Regions from separate parts of the Mus musculus genome. Here region 1 is linked to region 2. Evidence: chromatin contacts called from public Hi-C data. All regions are on one chromosome and are shown on one strand. Each heading gives the region's core, a stretch centred on a gene start, on an enhancer-like site or on the middle of the called end of the contact. The rest is flanking DNA. Distances are from core to core; before and after follow the strand shown. Region 1 has its middle 65 kb from the start of Gm31278. Region 2 holds the start of Gm31037 (a long non-coding RNA gene).

The links. A called contact is a pair of places that touch in the nucleus more often than the background predicts.
Region 1: a Hi-C map of uterus shows a contact between it and region 2, with 2.7 times the contacts expected there. The contact joins two enhancer-like sites. A contact is called at or near these places in 1 of 484 Hi-C or Micro-C datasets (uterus) and 1 of 115 datasets of contacts at active chromatin or transcription factors (fibro-adipogenic progenitors).

The regions. Positions count from the first base shown.
Region 1 is chr8:116,415,027-116,420,593 of GRCm38.p6, reverse strand. No RefSeq gene overlaps it. Among named protein-coding and RNA genes, the nearest start is that of Gm31278, 65 kb to the right of the region's middle. Within about 2 kb of position 2,058, at least 9 of the 459 cell types and tissues checked have an H3K27ac peak or open chromatin away from gene starts, as enhancers often do. A contact at or near this core is called in uterus, where this site is marked.
Region 2 is chr8:115,855,370-115,861,128 of GRCm38.p6, reverse strand. Gm31037 (a long non-coding RNA gene) reads right to left here and starts at 4,876. Exons shown (of 4, transcript XR_388069.2): 1 at 4,759-4,876. Within about 2 kb of position 1,543, at least 5 of the 459 cell types and tissues checked have an H3K27ac peak or open chromatin away from gene starts, as enhancers often do. A contact at or near this core is called in uterus, where this site is marked.

The DNA.
Region 1 (5,567 bases), core at 809-3,308, 560 kb before region 2:
ACACACACAAAGAGTGAGTACTATTAGACCCTAAGTGGTTTATCATATTGATATGAAAATATTGTCCTTAAAATATTAGGTGTTTCAGATGTGTAATACCACCCTATTCATTTTGAATAAATAAAATGTTTATGGGGTGACTGCTCAAAGCCAGATGTTGAGTTGGGTACAGACACACGTCAGTGAGAGAGAAGTGGGAGAAGACAAATCAGGGCACAGATAATATTGATAGACCCAGGAGAGTCCAGTATAGAAGAGTGAATGCCATGGGCACTGGGAGGAGGAGAAACACTTGACAAAGGATTACAGGACACAAGGTCTCAGGAAACAGATGTTGGAAAGATGGAATCTGGACACAGACCTCAGTTGGGAAGAAGGCAAGAGCAAAGCCACAGAAGGATGAGTCATGCTTCCAATTCTTCCTCCAGGAGCATCTCCGTAGCTCAGTGTCCCAGTGTGGTACTCTCATGTTTTATTCATAGGGGTACACCCAGGTGTAAGGTCAAAGGGTGAGGTCATGGTAGCATGCATTGGGTTTACTGTATGTTAAAGATTTATTTTATTAATTTTTAATTAGATGTGTGTGTGTATGTGCACATAAGGGCAGTGACTATGGAGGCCAGAAGAGGGCGCTGGATCACCTGGCTCTGGAGTTGCAGGTAGTTATAAGCTGCCCAACTTGGGTTCTGGGAACTGAACTGGGATCCCTTACAAGAGCAGTACATGCTATGAACTGCTGAACCATCTCTCCAGCCCCTGGCTTTTTATATCTTATAATCTAGTCAGCTGTTCATTAAGACATGGGAACGAAGCCTATCAAAGCCAGTTTATCCAAAAATATGGACTCAGAAACCTGGCTGCTTGTACGTCTAGCTAGGTGTTCCTTCTCCTTCTCTTGCCCAGCTAGAGTTTCATGATGCAACTTGGGGTTGGGTCTAAACTCACCATGTAGTCAAGGCTGACCTTAAACTCCTGAACCTCATTATCCTCCCTGTGGGGGCTTACATTATGGACCATTATACACAGCTATTTCTTTAATTTGTACATATTACTCTTTTTTTAAACCTTCTCTTTCCTGTTCTTTTTTTTCCTCACCTCTGCTTTCTCATTCACCTATGTATTCTCCAACATCATTTCCCCCCCCCCCCCAGGGATGTGAAACCAGCTTTATTTGAGTATCGTCTACCATTAGCAACCATCCTCCATACCCAAGAGATCCCATTATTTCATCTCCTTGGAATAGAGCATCCCATTCATTCCTAGTATATCTGTTATCTCTGTACATTACAAGCAAGATCTCATTAGTCACGTTAGGGAGGTAATGACAGGAGAGGCAGGAGGAAGGGTGGGGACTGTTGGAAGAGCAGGGACTCCAGAGCAGTCTAGGTAGTGAAGTTCTTTAGCATGTTTGGAAATTCTGAGAGAAAAGACTAAGGGACACATAATGGCCCCACAGGGAAGACATTAAAACTGACCAGGTCAGTTTGAATCTATGTTCTCAGTGACTGAGTTGTTTGAATGGTTTGGAGCAGAGCACCATGTCTTGTTTCCTATTTCGGAGGCCAAGCAATTATCTGATCGGGTTCATCTCCACATTGAGGGGTCACTGGTAACAGAGACGGGAAAGATAGAAAAGAAGAGAGAACAGGGGACTCTGTGAAGGAGAGAGACCTCACCCAAATCTGCTGTGCTGTGGGAACTCTTCCTGATCTTTTGTCTCTCCATATGGTTGAAAGGTGCAGGATTAGAATCCTATAACGACCACTACAAAGGATCCCCAAGATGATGACTGAGAACAGGAAGAATTTAGTCATGTGTGGGTCTGGAGCTCAGAAGGTTTGAATTAAGACGTCAGCAGAGGTCACATTCTCTCTAGAGACTCTGGGGGAATATCCTTCCTCGACTCTCCTCATTTGTGACCGCGTCAGATGTTCCTCGGCTTGAGGTCGCATCGCTCCAGCCTCCACCTCTGTCTTCTCATGACCTTCTCCCTACATCTCTGTTCTCCTCACATCTCACTCTGCCTTCTCTCGCCAGCAACACCCAACACCGAAGTTAGGACTCACCCCAAATCCAAGATGATCTCATCTGGAGATTCTTAAGTGGTTACATCTGCGAGGACCCTTCTCTCTCAACCTAAGTCTTAGTCACAATTTCCAAGGCTCAGGTCCCAGCCATATCTTTTAAAGATCACTGTTTAATTTATCACAGCAGACCTAGGGTTTGTAGAAGGGCAGGGACTGTGTGGCGTGTATCTTTGCACAGTATTTAGATGGCGACTGAATCTTATACAACAGATTATATGACACCTGATACTTGCTGCACCAAGGTCCAAGTGTGGGAAGGAAGTAGGTGGAGAATAAGTGGAGGAAGATTGCCCTGAGTCACCCTGGGCTGGCAGGGTAGGTGGGAGTGAGTTTGGTACATACTATGCTGTGTTTTTGTTTGTTTGTTTGTTTGTTTGTTTGATTATTTATTTATTTATTTATGTGTGTCCACGTGTGAAGGCTTGCTGTCAGGTTGCAGAGGACAACTTGCAGGTGTTGTTTCTTTCCTTCTCCCATGTGGGGTCTGGATATTGAACTCAGGTCATTAGGCTTCATGGGAGGTGGCTTTGCCCATTGAACCATCCTGCTGGCCGCCTGCGCTTTGGTGATGTGGGTAGGGTTGATCCACTCTGTGCTCTCACGTGTGTGTGTGTTGCGAATTTCTGAAAATTAAAAGATGTCAAAAGAATACAACTGAGGCTACTCCATGCCCCAGGGTAAACCGCTCATTCCTTCCCTTTTTTTTATTTCGATTGAGTACCCACAATATGATTGGGGTTTGCCATTCTCTTCGCCGATAAGAGTCCGGGGAAACCCCCACAGCTCTGTTTGTTTTTGATCTGTGCCAGGTCACTGTATATGACATGACAAGCCAGCCTAAAGATTTACTTTGTGTGGAGACGCACGTGTCCCTGACAAGATTTTTGTCTCAGGACAAATGTTCTCTCGTGCCGGGAGAGTGGGAGATTCATGTCACCGTGTCCAAACCCTAGGCGCTTGAAACCTGACTAACCAGGATCTTGTTGGAAGAAAACAGTTTGTTTTTCTTAATCATCCTAATGTCACTTCCAAGTAGGCATGGATGACAGCTATTCCCTCCCGATTCCATAAACTAACTGTCATAGGGAAAGATGGGCCTATTTAACCACAGGAAGATGTTAGAACAGCTTAATTGTGTTGCTTCCACAGCAGATGGCTGTTATCAGTGGAGGAGGGGAAGGCAGAACCCAAAGAACCAAATGCAGACAAAGACATATAGGCAACTAACTGTATTTTTGTATTGTACTGTAATGTGTGTGTGTGCATGCGTGTGTGTGTGTGCCTGTGCGCATTCATGAGCACGCATGTGTGTCTGTGTGCATGTATGCTTACTTTATTCCCCCTTATGTTTAGTTCCACCCTGAAGCATATGGTAAAAATGGTGTCAGCAGGAAGGTTCGCTGCGTTATTTAAAATCCTATGGCCACCACTCCAGCTATGTTGTTGACAGTTAAAAATGACATATCTATTATTCATGTGGTCCCCTATGACATAGGAGAGGCAGCTTGAACTTGGCTGGAGATAAACAAACAGGAAAGTAATGGGGTTTGCGAAGTGAACCTGGATTTAAATGTGTCCTGGGCCACTTCAGGCATCCATGCTACAATTTCCCCGGGGGTTAAGGAGCAGCCAAGTTCACACAGAAGCCCCACTCTGTTAAGGTGCCTGGTCTGTCTGCCAATTACCTTGGCTTCTTTCCCATCATCTTTATTAGGAGTCTATATTGTTTGGGTCTCAAACCCCAGTGGTGCCAATGGCTAATCTTGTACCTGAGGCCAACTGTGTCTCCATCCCCTGTAAGGGCCACTTTTCTCTTTAAGTGGATGCCATCATTTCTAACACTCAAAAGGCTGTTGAGAATTCAATGATGGAATGCGTATGATTTGTCCTATTTAAATCACTCAACAAGTCAGTTATGAGCTCTGTAAAGAGTAAAAAGATTCACTGGCCTCCAACCCCAAAGCCCTAAAACAAGTCCTACCTGACCTGGGGCAGGGGAAGGAAGATGCAGAGTTTTTTTCTGGGCTAGGACCCAATGCTTGAGGCTCAGTCACATACGTTTTCTCTAGCGACTATGGAGCCAACATTTGAACTCACCTCTGTTCACATCTAGGGTTGAGCCTCCTTAGGCAAAAAGTCAATGTGGGGTTTCCCCCTTCCTTGAAACTCTTTTGCAGTGAAGAACTCCTGACCTTCCTGGGCCCTCAGCCTCATGGAGATGGACGACCTCTAGTTTAGCTATGGATAAGAAGAAAGGCTGCCATCCGTAGCTATGTCCAGGCCTTGGATGTTTCTTTAGTCATTTGAAGAGTGCCACTTAGCAGTGCTCCCCCCCCCACCTCCACCCCCCAGGCTAAGCTTCCACCTGGATATGAAACGATGTGAGTGAAGTGTCTGTGGTCCTGAGGCGTAAGTCAGCCCAGAGAAATAAACCTCAGGCATAGAGGTGCAATTCCTCATGATTCGGTGACCCTAGAGAGCTGTGAGCAGAGCATCCAGAGCGCCGGTTCATGATTCCTGTGGGAGGCCAGGGCACTGAGCCGAATTGCCAGGCTCTTGGTTAAGGTGGGCATCTTAGTTAGGGTTTTGCTGCCGTGGAGCAGACACCAACAACATGGCTGGCACTGATGCCCTCTCTGAGTCTGTGCTGCCTGCCTTTAGAGGTGAGTGTGCCGTATCCAAGAACGAAGCATACGATGCCAGCTCAAGACAAGCACTCGCTTTGCGTCAGGACGCCCTTTCCTTCCCGACTGACCGTTTCATCCCTCACGGTCCTCACCATCTAGCTTCATTCACCTGAACTCTTGGGTTCCTCTCCAGGCAGCTTGAAGCTTAATAACCATTATTTGTGGAGTCCCTCAAAAAAAAAAAAAAAAAAAAAGGCTCTGTTGTAAATTCCACATCTCAGAAACGGAGGTATAAATGCCAATCTGCATGACTGCATAATATTTATTATTTTAATTAAAGAAAATGGATAGTGACATTTATTAGGTCACAAGTTACTTAATGGCAACAAATGACCAGAAAAAAAAATTTACTGTTTTATGAGCCAACCTCAGAATGTCCCTCTGAGATTATCTTCTTCGGCTTCGGACTCGGGAGTTGCTAGTGATGCAGGCACGCTTTGGGAAGGCTCGTTTTGTAAGATACTGTGTGGGGGAGTGGTAGCTACACATAGGAAAGTGCAGAGCTCATTGCTCAAATTAGATGCTTCTCCTTTCTCTGTCCCTAGGCCCTGAGGGACAACTGCTAGAATTCTAGGTCTCTCTCTCTCTCTCTCTCTCTGTGTGTGTATGTGCATATATGAATATATGTGTGTATATCTCTGTTGCAAATATGTGTATGTATATATGTATGAGAGTATGTATGTGTATGTAAGCATGTGCTCACAGGTGTACATGCATATGTATGGAGGTCAGAGGTCATTGTTGAGTATCTTGTTCAATGGTTTTACAATTTTTTTTTTTTTTGATACAGGGT
Region 2 (5,759 bases), core at 294-2,793:
CCTGGCTATGCTATCAGTTCCATTCTCCTAGGCTTTCTCGGGAACTCAGTCTACCCTCTTTAGGTTGATATTAAGATGACAATGCTAGAGGTTGGGGTCAGTTTTGAAAGATGGCCCCCTGCCCTTCAACGTCTTCTCCCCAAGATGGTTCCTTAATTCTAAGGAGAAACATTATCTCAGAAAAAAAATCAAGAGGGACAGCTCTAGAAGTTGAATACACAAGGTTGGCCTCAGAGCACCATACACATACATGTACATGTAGTTACACAGACACAGACACAGACACAGACACAGACACAGACACAGACAAAGACACACACACACACACACACACACACACACAGAGAGAGAGAGAGAGAGAGAGAGAGAGAGCACATGAATATCCACACATGAACACAATTCTCACAATTCTTCATGTACTTGATATGTGTTACTGAAGTTGGTTGTCCAGTTTAATTTGGGTTTTAGAAAGATGCATCTGTATTTGGGGTCCCAATAAAATAAATCCAGAATCTAACATTGACAGCTAAATCTGATCCTCTTTCTGGTGAGATCATCACAGAGCACTCTTGATGTGCACTCTTTCCTGTGGGTTGAAAAGCCTCTCTTTTCAGGATATGGTCTCAGTGAGTGCCTGAGTTCCATAGTCCTTGTCTATGGTTACCATTGGATTAAGCTATATTCTTTGCATCCAAGTCTAAGGTCAACTTCCCCTCTCTGTCATGAACACTATCCCAGGATGATAGACTACTGTCCTCCCCCATCTTTAACTTTTTTTTTTACACATCACTCCTAAGAAGGTTGTCAGAACGCTGTTATCTGCCACCGGATGATCGTCAGCGTCTGAGCCACTGCGTGTTCTTTTTGAAGATGATCAACTTATGGGTTTAGAGTAGAATTCGGTTTCTTTGATACTGTCTCCCCAAGGTCAGATCATCACTGGTCTGATCACCTACCTCTGGTTCAGACCTTTAAATAGGCACTTGTTCCTATTAACAAGGATAAAAGCGGTTCACAGGCTCAGCATCTCAGTGTCGCTGGATAGAAGCGAGAGTGCCAGTCCCTGCTTTCCTGGATGATTAACTACAGAAATGGCTGGGGCTCAGACAAAACCACTGTTGAAGTTCACAAATTTCTAGTACTCATATTCCACTTCATAGATTCTCTCAGCTCATTTGCCTAGGACCCATCTTGGTCTATAGATGCATATAAAGGGCCATGCTCAATGTTTTCCTCAGACAGGATGATAGCATTCTGTGCTCCAAAGCCATGAAAATTATTCCAAGATTTGATTTTTCTATATTCTTCAAGATCTACCAGCAATCCCTAAGCCTGAGCTTTATTCTTGATGTGTCTCACACTATTATTGTTTAAGTTCAGTGGCTTTGCCAACACATTGTGACCCCGCTCTATAATGACGCACTGTGGCCATATGCCCCATCTCCACAAGTCCTGGGCTTGCCGCCCATGCTGTCCCCACCCCTGACTCCCACTCTATGCACAAGGGCCTCAGAAGGCAGAACTTAATTCAGACCAGCTGCCTTTCTTCTGCTGCTCCAGATAAACATGGGCCTGAGCGCACTGTGCTAGCTCAGTTGGACCCATGAGAGAGGTAGTCGAATGGCAAATCCACCTCGCAAGCCTGTAACGTTCTCTCATGGGACACTTGATCTGCCTTTCCCGTCCAGATCTGCTGAGTATTTTAATGTTGTAGTTTGTCTTGTCTGTTTACAACATCGTCAGTATCTATGGCATCTCTCCCAATAAGAGGTCACGAGGACCTTCCCTTGAACTCCAGCTTCTGCTACTTTGGGGGTGACCATCAACTTCTTGGAAACTGCTGCTGCCCCCAACAGTTAATGTCATGTGCATTGTGAAGCTTAGCATTAAAGATTAAAAAAAAAAATAACCACACTTTGTGGTGATGTTTGGTGTTCTTTACACCATGTAATAGAAGAGAGATAGATAGGAATTTTGAAAAATAGATTTCTGGTTGACCACAAGTGGAGAGAGACCGCTGACAGAAACGTTGACCCTCTGAGTAGCTCTTCCAGGCTGTACGCGCTATTGTATGACTTCTTTCCTTCCCTGGGGTTGCTGGGAAGGTCTTTAGGCCTCAGTTCTTTCTGTGGCATTGTTCTACTTACTCCTCAGCTGAGCAGATGCCAGACATCTAGCCCCTGGTTCTGTCATGTATGGCTCCAGGCAGCTCTGAATGCTCACATCATTGTGTCTAGACAGGCAGCCAAAATAGCCTCAAATGAGCCTCCTTCCCTTTCTTCCTTTCTTTCTCCCCCCACCCCTTTCTTTTTCTTTTTCTTTTTCTTTTTCTTTTCCTTTTCCTTTTTCTTTTTCTTTTTTTTTCTTTTTCTTTTCCTTTCCTTTCCTTTTCTTTTTTCTTTTTGTTGTTGTTTTGGTTTTGGTTTTTCAAGTCACAGTTTCTCTGTGTAGCCCTGATGGTCCTGGAACTCACTCTGTAGACCAGGCTGGCCTCGAACTCAGAAATCCACCTGCCTCAGCCTCCCGAGTGCTGGGATTAAAGGCATGTGCCACCACTGCCAGGCTCTCCCCTTCTTTCTTTCTCCCTTTCTCTCTCTCTCTCTCTCTTTCTTTCTTTCTTTCTTTCTCTCTCTCTCTCTTTCTTTCTTTCTCTTTCCTCCATTTCTAGCCTCCGTTTCTCCCTTCCTTATTTCCCTCCCTTCTCTACTTTATCTCCTTATCCCCTCCTTTTCCTCCTTTTTTACTGTCTCCCTCATTTTCCTCTTCCTCCTTCCTCTTTTGTTCTCTCTTTCCTTTTACTTTTTCCTCACTTCCTCCCTCCATCCCTTCTTTCCTTTCTTTCTACTCCTCTTTTCTTCCTTCTTTCTCTCCTCTCTTCCTCTTTTCCTTTCTTCCTTCCTTCCCTACCTCCTTTCTTTCTTCTCTCTCTCTCTCCCCACCCCTTGTCCGTGTCTTGAATTCATCTGGGAATCTCTGTAGTAAATTGAATGCACCATCTTTGCTCACCTGGGCTCACAAATATTGATCCTCACCCAGAATAAGGCTCCAGAGGTTCTTTCTAAGCACTATCTTCATCTGCTGTCAGAATCCTACCTTCCTTTCCATCCCTAGTGGCTAGAGCCTCCTGTGGGGAGACTCTGGACCATCTCCATCATACTGCCTGTCTTTCCTGAGAACCCCTAAGAGCAAAGGCCTTTTTAGGAGAATGACTGTTCACTTTATTGGATGATTGCTATCCTTGCCTAATCATATCAAATGCCCCCTTAAAATCTAGAAAATCTCCTGGTTTTCTAATAAGTCATACAATATCTGTGTTCTTAAGAAACCTTTCAGCTGGGCTTAAGCAACAACTTAATGGCTTGTGACAGGCAATTTTAATTCCCCCTTCCTGGATTTCTCAAAAATCCACATGCTCTTGGGTTCTTCTTATGCTTCTCTGCAGCTTTCTGGATTCCATGTTTTTTTTTGTTTTTTTTTTGTTTTTTTTTTTTTTTGTCTGCTATCAGCCAAGATACAGAATAGAGCATTTTACTGGTTAACAGGAAGTCTCCATCACACAGAACCTTATAATCATTTTGGTATACTTTTATTCTGGGTGTGTCCTGGGAATGACTACATTGATCTGTAAGCTCTGCTCCATCTTGCTTATGCCATTCCTTGCTCCCACCCTTCCTCCATCCTCCTTATCCCCCTCCCCTTTCCCTCTGGGACAATAAACACATTCCTCATTCTGCTTCCTACAAGATGTAATGTTCCTGTCATGCCCTTTGGGACCGCAGTCTGCATCTGAGAATTCTATGAGGGCATTCCTGAGAGACAGTCTGGTGGATTCTCTTATGTGTCATGGAATTAAACCTAATTACTTTTGATTTAATTGTACTTACCTTGGTGGGCATGATAGTCTTTGATTAGAAAAAAAATGGGAGAAAGGAATAAACAAAAGCATAAAGGGAAAGCACATGGCAGGAGCGAGAAGAAGGAAAGAGAGAGAAGAACGGGAGAAATGCTTACAGGACTTTGTGGTTATCTTCCGGAACACCGTTTTGAACTGTCCTATGTGCAGATGTTCCTGGGAGTGTTGGTGGAAAGCTGATCTTTGTGGCGTTTTTCATCCAAAAGCCCTGACCTAAGATGATCAATAGGGCTGCACTTTGTAACCATGTCCTTGATCGACTGGGCCACATTACACTCTCCCTTTAAAAACACTTCCAGAACATACCTAAACTGGGAGGAAATGACAGCGTCGTGTACTACTGAGCATAGACAAATCAGATAGCGGGTATCGCTATTTGGCTTTTCTTTGGTCATTTTCTTTAAACTTCATCAGGATTATTCTATCAGTGTTTTGGTAGTTCATTCTGGCCAATGAAACTGATGTCATTTGAAGGAGCACAAGGATTGGACACCATGGACCACGGTCCTTTTTTAAAGCCAACCTTTGGGGTTTTTGTTTGTTTGTTTGTTTGTTTTTTAACACTATGTTACCTGGTACCTCATGCAGGAGAACATTGGCCAAGTGACTAGAGAGTAGCAAGGCCTCTTTGGAAGATGTTGTTAATGATACATTGCTAGAGAATTCTTAGGAATTTGCTTGGAGCCAAAGAGGATAAGGACTTATCACTGGGAGACACAAACAAGAGCCCACCATGTGATCTCCTGTATACTTCAGAGATGGCTTACCTATGAAGAGAGCACCTAGTCCAAGGGATGAGGCAGGAGGCAAAGGCCAGTAAACAAGATGACACTGATAAAACTAACCTTGGCTGCTCATAAAGCCACTGTCACAAGCGGAGCCCAGAGCCCACACTCCACCTCCATTCCTTCTCTGAGAATCACTGACACGATTACCACCTTCCTCTTCCTGCTTGCTGGAGTGCTGGCATGCTTCTCTTTCCTTTGAGAACCGCGCCCAGCTGGAAAAGACCTTGAGAGCAGCCAGAGCTCACTGGTCTGATCCCAGGAATAGAGACTGGACCCATAAATCTTGGAGCAATCACATGAGCAGCTGACCATGACCGAAAAAAGAAACCGCAAGAGCAGGCATGAAATTTGACCTACACACATTGTGCGTGGCCTGAAGGGCCTCTGGAGGTTGACAACTCCTGCTCTGTCTTGTTGCTGCTGGACCCAGAGCAGATTCGGAATCCATGACTTGCTTATAAACTATTCCCTTGGTGTCTTGGTTCAGTATCCCCACACCACTTCTAAGTAATACCTCATGTCATGTACTAGACAAGGCCCAAACTTACTATGTAGCTGAGGATGACTTAGAACTGATGACCCCACCCTCTGCCTCTAACTCCCGTGTCCTGGGTTCCCAGACCTGCACTACTGTGTCCAGTTACGTGGCTCTAGATGCCAACCCAAGACCTTCTCCATCCTAGGCAAGGGGTCTAGCAACAGTATATTCCAGTTGCCAATCATTGCTTTTCTACTCTTGATTACCTATTTAGAACTGACATTTAACTATCCTTGGCTCTTCTGAATATTTGCCCATCAAATGAGAAAATCTGTACAGTCAGAAAGCTAACTTCTTCTCAGGGAAATCTGACACTTCTAATCACGTGGCCATTTCCCCAAGAGTTCCTCTCCTCATTTCTTTCAAGGTCCCTGCAAGTCAGTTGAGAGCCATGTAAGGAGTTCATTTATTTAAGTTGGTAAAGGCATGTGTTGTTCTTCACAGAAGACAAAAGTTGAATGTCTTTTTTGGAACCAATCAATGCTGTTTCAGAAGATCCTACCTGAATGGAAAGTTCTAT